2 separate regions of the Mus musculus genome follow, and region 1 is linked to region 2. The links are chromatin contacts, called in public HiChIP or PLAC-seq maps. All regions are on one chromosome and are shown on one strand. The core of a region is the stretch at or near the end of the contact, and the rest is flanking DNA. Distances in the headings are between cores, read along the strand shown.

Evidence for each region. HiChIP or PLAC-seq counts read pairs in DNA pulled down with a chosen protein or histone mark.
Region 1: an H3K27ac HiChIP or PLAC-seq map of embryonic stem cells shows a contact between it and region 2, with 4 times the contacts expected there. The contact joins two enhancer-like sites. A contact is called at or near these places in 2 of 484 Hi-C or Micro-C datasets (cortical neurons and embryonic stem cells), 2 of 115 datasets of contacts at active chromatin or transcription factors (both in embryonic stem cells) and 1 of 9 other capture datasets (embryonic stem cells).

What each region holds. Positions count from the first base shown.
Region 1 is chr11:63,896,995-63,901,765 of GRCm38.p6, reverse strand. All of the region lies in intron 1 of Hs3st3b1 (heparan sulfate (glucosamine) 3-O-sulfotransferase 3B1), which reads left to right. Among named protein-coding and RNA genes, the nearest start is that of Hs3st3b1, 23 kb to the left of the region's middle. Within about 2 kb of position 2,970, at least 62 of the 459 cell types and tissues checked have an H3K27ac peak or open chromatin away from gene starts, as enhancers often do. A contact at or near this core is called in embryonic stem cells, where this site is marked.
Region 2 is chr11:63,211,893-63,217,044 of GRCm38.p6, reverse strand. No RefSeq gene overlaps it. Among named protein-coding and RNA genes, the nearest start is that of Gm29851, 36 kb to the left of the region's middle. Within about 2 kb of position 2,789, at least 13 of the 459 cell types and tissues checked have an H3K27ac peak or open chromatin away from gene starts, as enhancers often do. A contact at or near this core is called in embryonic stem cells, where this site is marked.

The DNA of each region.
Region 1 (4,771 bases), core at 1,721-4,220, 680 kb before region 2:
TACATAAACGTGACATCGTTGAGAGTTGGAGGCTGAGCCCCCATGATAATTTATCCTTCCAGGTTGCCCTCAATTCTCTTTACATGTCTGCCCCGTGACCTTCCGTTCTGTGCACTAAGCATAGCTCGCTGCTTGCTTTTTGACGCCTTGACAGCTTTCGAGTGCTTGCTGGTAGTTTGCTGACTTCCTTTCTGATCCTTATTTAGAAGATTGACATCTTTAAAATCCTCAGTGCAATTAAAGCACAAAGCAAAATATGAAAGTTTGTAAGATGTAGTAAAATATTGTGCTCTCAGACATACAGGTTTGGGTCTGGAGAGATGATGCAGCAGCTCGGAGCAGGGGGTGTTGTTCCAGAGGACTGAGTTCAGTTCGCATTACCCACATGCTGGCACATATCTGTAATTCCATTCCCGGGAAGGTCCAATATACCTTTCCTCCAAGGCAGGAAAGTGGTACTCAGTCATATATGCAGGCAAAATACCCAGATTAATACAATAAGAAAGAAATAAAAAAAACCAAACAAACCTATATAGGTTTAAAAAGAAGTTGCCGGGCTAGTTTTCAGTGAGACTTGTGCAAGGCAAATGGCTAATCTCTTGTCATTCTTAGTCCCCTTGGTAACTGTGTAACCATACTTGATTTCCTTGTTGTGTCTACTTTTGTTCCCTTGGAGTGGGAAGGGTGAGGAGGCTTTCTTAGAACACAAAGGATGCTGGAGATTTTTATCTGAGGATTCACCAGTCAGGCAACACCACCTGAAAAGTTTCCATAGGCTACAGTAACCGCGACGGAACATAGTCAGATCCTGTGCGATATTTACCGATTGCTTCGGCCACCAATGAAATATACCAGGCCAAATGGAGTCTGTAGAGATCTGTTGCTTATTCGTGGCTGACTATAACTATGAAAAAGTGAGCCTAGACAGTATGGGGAGCCCTTTTCTCCTGCTGAAGGCTGACCCTGGAAGCTTCTAATCAATAACAAAAGTGGTCCCCACACCCACCCAGGGGGAGCTGTGCTGGGGTTTCCAACTGCTGTTAAGCTAAGGGTTACCACCCCCTCCTCCATCAGCTTTAAGCCATCCAGGAAACACACTGAGAGAAGATGGGCAAAATGAGGGACAGCAGCTGGTCCTTGGTCCTTGTCAGCAGTGCTTCCAAGTTCACAGCTCCTGAGTTGCTGTGTTAGAAGTACTTCTTTAATTTTTAAAAATATTTTTGGGTCCTTTAAAATCTGTGACAAGAGGATTGGACTGCATCCTCCTTATCCTTGAACCTGCCTTCCTTGGAGAGTGTCAGTGGATAAACAGAAAGGGGCAGGTGAGGGAGGGTTACTCGCTGAGCAGAGGAGGGCGGGGCAGGGTGCTGGATTATCCATTCTCTCCTATTTAATTCCGGGGGGGGGGGCGGGGAGCGGCAAGGGCTGGGGGGTGGGTGTGGGGGGAAGGCAGTGCACTGATGGCTTGGATCATGATTTTTCACCAGCCTCTGGAGGACCTGTCTCCATGCTCTTGTCTGCTGCCTCATCCTGGGTCCTGTCTCAGTTATCTTTGTGCCCTTGGTGGGCCGCAGAAGAGAGTGTATGCAGTGAGAGGGGATGCAGGGAATCAGGACTCTTAAACAAGACATTGAACTTGAGAACTGAACCTGTGCAGTGTCTGCTCCCTCACCCCGGAGCTAGGAATCAGCAGAAGGAATGAGAGCAGACAGACCAACCTCTCCCATCCTTGAAAGACTTCTGTTGCTTTTCAAAGCTCATTCACTTTCAAACTATGTTGGAGGAGGAGGAGGAGGAGGAGGAGGAGGAGGAGGAGGAGGAGGAGGAGGAGGGAAAGGAGAAAGGAAGGAAGTAAGTTAAGTAAATGGAAGGACAAACATTTCTGTTTCACAGAAGTGAAAAAAAAAATATCCCGCAAGATCTGGACCACTTCTCTTTGTACTTCAACCAAACAGCTTACAGTCAGGTGCCTAGGTTAAGGCATATTTGACACTGGACTCGCCCTGATTACGTATCCTGAGGTCTGTGCTCTGCCCCTGAGGAGCATCTTGTAAGTGTTCACCATCAAGTGCGGATGGTTCCTACTTATCTTCCAGTGGCTCTGTCCAACTTAATGCTGGCTACAGGGGAAGGTAATTGTAAGGGTTGCTTTACACAACCTGTAAGCTGATCTGTTAACTCTATTAAAAAGTTAGTGTATTGTTGTTGTTGTTGTTGTTGCTTATGTGTAGGTGCCCGCATGTTCCTGCTTGTGTTGTTGTGAGGACAACTTCTGGGACTCAGTTCTCTCCTTCTACCTTCCGCTCTGGGAACCAAACTCAGGTCATGGAGTTTGGGAGCAAATGCTTTCACCTTCTGAGTGGTTTCACTGGTTCAAATGCATTTATTTGTATTCATTGGAAAAACTGAGTCCAAGGCTTGGTATGGTTGGTTCAAGGTCCCAGTCTGATGCAAGGCAGGATGGGAACAGAAGTCCAGGCTTTCTTAGGCTAGTGGGCCACTGTGTAGAGAATGGCTTTTTGACCCTCCCTGAATTTTTGGAGACAGATGGGGTGGGGTCTTACTCGTCATTTTCCATTGGCTCTTGAGTGAGTCTGTATACACACACACACACACACACACACACACACACACACACACACAGAGTAAACTGCCTAAGCCTGGATCCAGTATGAAGGTGAAGGCACAGGGCTGGATCTGCACTCCTGACTCTTGGGACCAATCATCTTGTGGTGGGACTCTACAAGTAGGATTCTGGACCATTCAGTTCTTTCTGGAACTCCAGCTGCCCTCCCCACTGTCTGGGCCTCCTTTTTTGCTTTTGCTTCTGCTTTCTACAAAGTCTGCCTGCCAGAAAAACTTCTGCCTTTCTAATGATTTTAAGGTTTCTTTTCTTTTCCAGGAACCGGGGGCACAGATCCCTCAAATTTCGCAAGATTTGTCCTTCTCAGGCCTCGGTGAGGCGCAGTAAACAGAAGCAGGGAGCTTGGAGCTGGAACACAAAAGCCCATTAGCTTTTCACTCCCCCCACCCCCCAAGGCCCAGCCCCTTCCCGGAACAGGAACCACCCCCTTTGTGAGCCGGGCCTAAGACCCAGGCAAAGGCCTGGAGGAGAGGGGGCTCCAGCTGCCTGGGCAGTGAGATGCTCATTCGCTCCCCACCTCCCAGCATTGAAAAGCTTTTATTTTCAGAGCAGCATTGAAACTCCAGGACAATGGAGGCCAAATCCTTGGGCAGCGGTTGGGGCCAGGACGGGGGAGGCAGCCTTTGTCATGTCTCTTCTTTCCAACCCATTACCTTAAAAAAGAAAAAGAAAGAAAGAAAGAATGAAAAGAGAAAGGACCGAAAGGACCCATGAACTCTTTAAGAATCGTGACATCACTTCCGCCAGACCTGAAATCTAGACTATTTACAGTTTCATTTGAAATTAGTTTAAACTCTCCCAAAGGAGTGCTTTGATATGCAAACATCTCCCCAAAGGGAGACAGTTACTTATGGAGATGTGGCCCTTTGAAGGGGCTCAGTGTTGGTGGGCTCCAGGCCTCTGAGGAAGTGAGAAGACCCAGATGAAGGCCCACACTGACAACTGATAGCATGGTCCTCCTCTACCAAATGGAGTCCCCTGGGAAGAAGGAGGAGTGTGCCATAAAGGAGAAGCTATCTCGGTTGATCTTGGTTCCGCTTACACTTCTCGCTCTCTAGCCTGCAGTCCCAGCTCACACAGGCTAACTCCCATCCCCGCTTCTTTTCCCAGTCCCGGCTGCGAACTGTCTTCCTACAGAACGGGACAAGGGAGGAACTGCTGTTCCCTCACTCCTGACTCACTGTGACTTACCGCATCACCAGGTGCAAACACAGCAGAGAAGTTGGGGTTGCCAGGCAGGCTTTCAGTGGGTTTTAGCGCGCATGCCTGCTACTGCTCTGCACAGCCTGTGATGAGGACTCTACTGCCTTAGTGCACTGTGTCTGCCTGGAGCTCCAGTTGCCTGCTGCTGCCCCAACACTCCTGCTTGGTTGGCAGCTGCTAGGGCTTTCGGTAGCTTACCCCAGTAGAGGGAAGTTAAGTTACAGGGGCTGTGCCTGCCTTTGTCACTGACCTGCTACAGGCCTAAAGGCAATAAGGGCCCAGGGACCATGATACAAAACCTCTGGGATAATGAGCCAAACGACCCTTTCTTCCCTGGAAGTGGTTTCTCTCAGGTAATTCGTCACAGCAATGGAAAGCTGGCTAGGATTTCCCATACCCCACTGTTAGTGTCCTAGGAAGGGCTTTCTGCCCTGGGACACATCCCACATACTCATCCCCCCCCTCCCGAGATCGCAGTACATTTTCAACTCCACTACTAGTGTTTATGAGTTTACCAAATGCTCAAAAAAAAAAAAAAAAAAAGACACTTGGTTTACTTTCCCACATTGGATGGCAGCTTCCTCATTGCTGAGACCTGCCCCTGACTGTACAGATTCCAGGGAGCTGTTTTTTTTTTCTTTGGAAGGGATGTGGAACACAGTCTTCCTAGAAACCTTGGTTCTTCTGCCCTGTGACTGAATTGTCAGAGGCTTCTGGGAAATGCTACAGCTGGTGGGTCATCACAGTTTCCTGGCCTGGGCCTTGAGGTTTTGGTCAGTATTGTGGAACCGAAGGGGCAGAACCATTTAGCTCCTTCCTCAGGCTAACTTAACAGATGTGGAATCCAAGGCCTGAGAATTTGGGAATATAGCCAAGGGGTCATGCCGATTGGAAGTGAAGAGACTCACATCACAACTTTATTTC
Region 2 (5,152 bases), core at 1,540-4,039:
CCTCCCTGCTTTAACTTATTTCCAACAGGTATCTGGTCACAGCAACACAAAATCTGACTAAGGCTAAATGGTAGCACATAAGCTGTACATAACGGACCCAAGACAGCCAGCCTACTAAGTAACCATGAAAACTTCAAGTTCAAAATTCCCACTTTCTTCAAGTCGTTTCTCGTTCTGGCATTATAGATGTGGGCAAATGGATAAAAACAACAAAGGAATAAGATGTGGCACACTTAGTGATTTGGTGGCACAAGCTTGCAATCCCACCCTGAGATGATACCCAAAGATGTCCCAGCTGGGGAGGAGATGGACACTGGGTCTCCTTTGGTGTCAAGAAAAGAACACTAGTTAGAAATCTGAATAGAAACTAAAAATCCAATTGCCAAACAGGGATGTGTAAAACAGAAGGCACCCTGGACTTGATGCTACGGGTCTTGAACCCACCACCTGTGAGATATTAAACCTGCAACAAAAGGAGAGACATTAGCAACAATACTCTTGAGCTAAGGTATTTTTTAATGGATTCCAAATGAGAACCCTTGTCTTCTTTATGGGACAATCTCTCCTGTTAATGCCGCAGATTTACTTGTTGGTGGAAGAAGAACTGTTGTCAGAATATGGTTCCCATTCTCAAGTCATCAGAAAACACATGGGAAGGATCCACAGACTTCCTGGACACACATGTGCACACACACAGACACACACGCATGCACACATGAAGAACTTTCCTAAGTAATTTGATGACATTTGGAATTCATCTCTTACATATTAAGCTCTCTGAAAAGTCCCTGTCTATAAAGAGAGGCTTTAAATATTAGTCTTTATTGTTGACAAAGGTCAAATACACCCTCTTGTGGTAAAATGGCGCATTTGAAATCCTGACAAAATTTTAATGCTTTGGGGGATGCTAGATTGAAGCATAAGTACTGGAAGAGAAACAATGACTTTATTTTGAAGTTTTTTTTTTTTTTTAAATACTGGATATATTTACCTTATGGCCTTCATAATCTCCAATTTGGGCATGAAAAGAGAGAGAGAGAGAGAGAGAGAGAGAGAGAGAGAGAGAGAGAGAGAGAGAGAGAGAGAGAGAGAGAATCTTCGAGTCTCTTGTTCACAGGAACCCAACAGTAACAGACAACAAGGTGACATGAAGAACATCCTGCCTTCCTATCAGCACACAGACCTCTCAGGAACTACACAGCTGATTTGGAGAAACCAAGAGAGCTAAAGCTGAAGAGAGAGAAGCTGATCCAATCATGTAACTCAGGAATGTGGCTGTTCTCCAGACACAGTGGCTCTGTCTGCATGCCATTATCCGACTCTCACCTTATGCAGAGAACTGGCTCAAGCGCCATAACCAACAGCTGATTACATATCCACACATGTGGTACTTAAAAGAGGAATGACCTTCAGTGGTCTCATCATAAGGGTCAGCATGTCCTTGTGCTCAGGGACCCCAGCCTCAGAATATCCGACAGTCTCAAAAGCCTTGCATGCATTCTAAAATTAGCTATCTGGCTGGGGTAGGGGTGGGGGGTCATCAGACTCAACTCAAGTGCAGTTGAACAGAGCACATTAACTTCCTGACAGCTTTGTTCAGAAACACTCAAAACAAATGACCTGCTGCCAGTATAAATGGATGCAGCAACTCTTTGCTCCTTACTGAGGTAAGCATTGGTGTGTTTGGACATGTTTGTCCCTCAAAGCTTGCATGATGGAAGGTTGGTTCCACTGTGGCAATGTTAAAAGGGAATAGGACCTATAAGAGATACAACTAATGGGACGTCCTTAGGTCATGGGGGCTTCTCTCAGAAGAGTTTCTATATTTCTCATGGGTCCCCTGAGTTCACCCTCAAGAGAGAAAACTGACAAAAAGCCTGAGCCTGACCCTGGGTGAAGTGGAATTTTCTGGTTTTGTTGGAGATTCAGTTGTGTCATGTGGTGTTTTTCTGGAAGCTGTCTGGTGAAAGGACATGTGATGTTTGCTGGAGCAGAGACTTAAGAGCACATGTGATGTTTAAAAAGTGTAAGTATAGCCAACAGACAGTGGATGATGCTCTGGCATGGGTTCACCTTGCTGGTCTTTATCAGGGTTCACCTTGCTGGTCTTTATTGGGGCTCACCTTGCTGGTCTTTATCGGGGTTCACCTTGCTGTCCTTTATCGGGGTTCACCTTGCTGCCCTTTATCGGGGTTCACCTTGCTGGTCTTTATCGGGGTTCACTTTGCTAGCCTTTATTGGGGTTCACCTTGCTGGTCTTCACTGATGACACCCTGGCATTGGTGCACCTTGCTTTCTTCTCTGGTCTCGGCTTGTCATGACTTCATAGAGAGATATACACCAATGAACTTCTGTTCATTAATTCTGTTGCTACTTCATAACTAATTCTGCTACTGTTAAGAATCATAATGTAAATATCTGTGTTTTCCGATGGTTTTAGGGACCCCCTGTGAAAGGGTCATTGATTTCCCCAGGGGTCCTGACCTACATGTTGTGAACCTGAGTGCTGCACTAACCTAAGGCTCACTGCAGAGCCAGCGCTTCCCTGGCTCTCATTAACTCACTGGGTAGAAATTTCTGAGAGTCCACAATTAATAAAGATGCCTCATGCAGTCAGACCTCTGTGCTGATCGAACGGTGTGCTGATCAAACTCATGCGCAAGTGAAATCAGCAGCTTGGGCAAGAGGCTTTGAGGGCGGGATTTCCTCACCCAGTGACCTCACCCAGCAGGGATATCCTCTGAGGCAGATGCCTTGGAGCAACATTTAAATGTTCGACTCTCCCTCCCACCCCCACCCCACCCCTACACACACTGGCCTCTTCCTGCCCGCACAACCGCCTCTGGAGCAGTTAACTCTCACTGGATGATGCTGTATTCCTCAGTCTGCACCTCCCACTTAAACACAAAGTCCGCGAGGTGCTTTGTTATGGAGGCATCCCTGGAGCCTGGCAGGTTGTCATCAGTCGGAAGAGCGGAATGCTTGAAGGAAGGCGCACACTTCCGGAACTCCGCCCATCGCCAGCACTCACTGAGCACGCTGATACTGTCTCTTTTCCTACTCCTGGGCCATTCAAGGACTTGGAGCTATGGACATATACCATGACATATACCACGATGAAGAACTGAATCGAACGTCCTCTCAAGAGTAGGTTCTCATGGATGAATATCCACTGGCAAGCTAGGTCTTCCCTGAAGGTCTAACTTTCTGAGAGCCTAGTGTGAATTGACTTGAGAAGGAAAAAAAAAATGTTTTTTGGTTGTTGTTTTTTTTTTTAATTAAAAAATTAACGTATATTTATTCTCAATTCTGAACTTTCTTTTCCCTTCCTAGCAGGCCAGATGCATACCTCACATGTAAACTGCATAAATAAGCCGTTGGTTAGTCAGCTGTGGTGGAATTTTCTAGCTGGCTGGTCCCTGATACTGTGGTCTCCCTAACTTACCCAGAGTGCCTAGGTGGCCGTGGGCTGCCGGACAAGTGGATCCCAGACTCTTCCTGGTCTTTTGTTCCAATGGAGCTGCCTGCAGCTGTCCGCTTTTTGGGGGACCTTCTCTCATCTCTTAACATCGCTCTATTGCTTGTCTCTTTCATGTTATAAGCAGAGATAGGCTTGTTCAAGTATCTAGGAGCTTGCAAATTTAAAAACAAAAACAAACAATCAAACAAACAAAACCATCAGATTGACCATGAGCTAGCTGTGCAGAGCAGAAATATTTCATTTCCTAGAAAGCCTTTCCACTCAGCCCGCCACAGCTAACCTGCCCTGGACATTGCGTGGCTGTACCCGCCGCCCAGTGGACAGACTGGGTACTGCATTTGCAGAATGCAACTCTTTGTCAAGGAGTAAAGATCTGCTTCAGGCTGGATTCTTTTTCTTACCTGTACACCGCACCACTCTCCTGGAGAGGTACTGACCAAGTAAGGAAGAAGCTTGCAGAGGAAGAGAATAGGGGAATCTCTGTAAAAATCATCGCTGTTCTAATTTTTTCTTGAAATTATGGAGGGGGAAGATCTTTTAAAATGGACAATTGTGAACAATTTGCACAATGTTTGTGCAAAATGCAAACTGGAACCCCAACTTACCCCAGGTCCCATGCTTGGAGCTCTCTTTCTGACTCTCTAATCTCCACACATGTCACCATTCCCCTGACCTGGATTTTTACAGCACAATCTACCCTCCCAAGACTCGGGTGGATTAACAAACAAAAACCTTTTCCGTCTGAGATGGGGCCTTGTTTTGTAACCCAGGTTGGACTTGAACTCATTATGTAGTGTGGATGAGCTCATTATGTAGTTGTAGAACTCCCAAGCTGGTTTGGAATTCATGGTTCCCCTGCCTCAACCTCCTACATTGAATCCTCCTTTAGAGGCTGCTGTGGCTCAGAGTCTCTGAGGTACACAGGGGTGCACACAGTTCCCACGACCCACAGTGGTCTACAGTGGCTGAGGCTTCTTCTCAAAGCAAACTATATCTTACACGAATACCTTGACCCCTTTAGATGTGCTGAGCTGTGGGATGGAGGCTGTGGTCAAGGTAGAACATCTCTGAATGGAACAGAACAGAACCTATCTGACCAACACACACACACTCACACATTACTATCATGACTTGGAATGGGCTTTGTTTAGTGAGTTATAACAAGAGCTGACCAGTCAGGGGACTTCTTCAGAAATGGCTGGAAAATAAGACCATATGCCAGTTCAAGTCTATCATCATCACCACCATTATCATCACTATCATCATTACCACCACCACCACCATCATCATCACCACCCATCATCAATGTATCAACTATTCACATTTCCTGGTCATTTGCCATAGCACTAACCTGATAGAAAGAGAAGCATTTTCTCTTCTGTGTATCTCTTTTATTAAAAGAATATTCTCAGAAGCCTCAAGCGAGCTTCTTTTCTGTTCTATCGACCCGTGCCCTGCTTTAGCTACAAGTGATACCAGGAAGGACGCTAGCATGCATGTTGTGCAGCTTTACTATAGGAGATAATCCAGCCTGTAGGACTTAGAAGATAGGTTGCTAAATAACCATAAACTCTTAGCTATAGTCTTTCTCCTCTGCATATGCATGCATGTGCACACATACCAGTGTTCTGGGTTACATGGGATGATCAATGAAAGAGAGACACTGCAGGA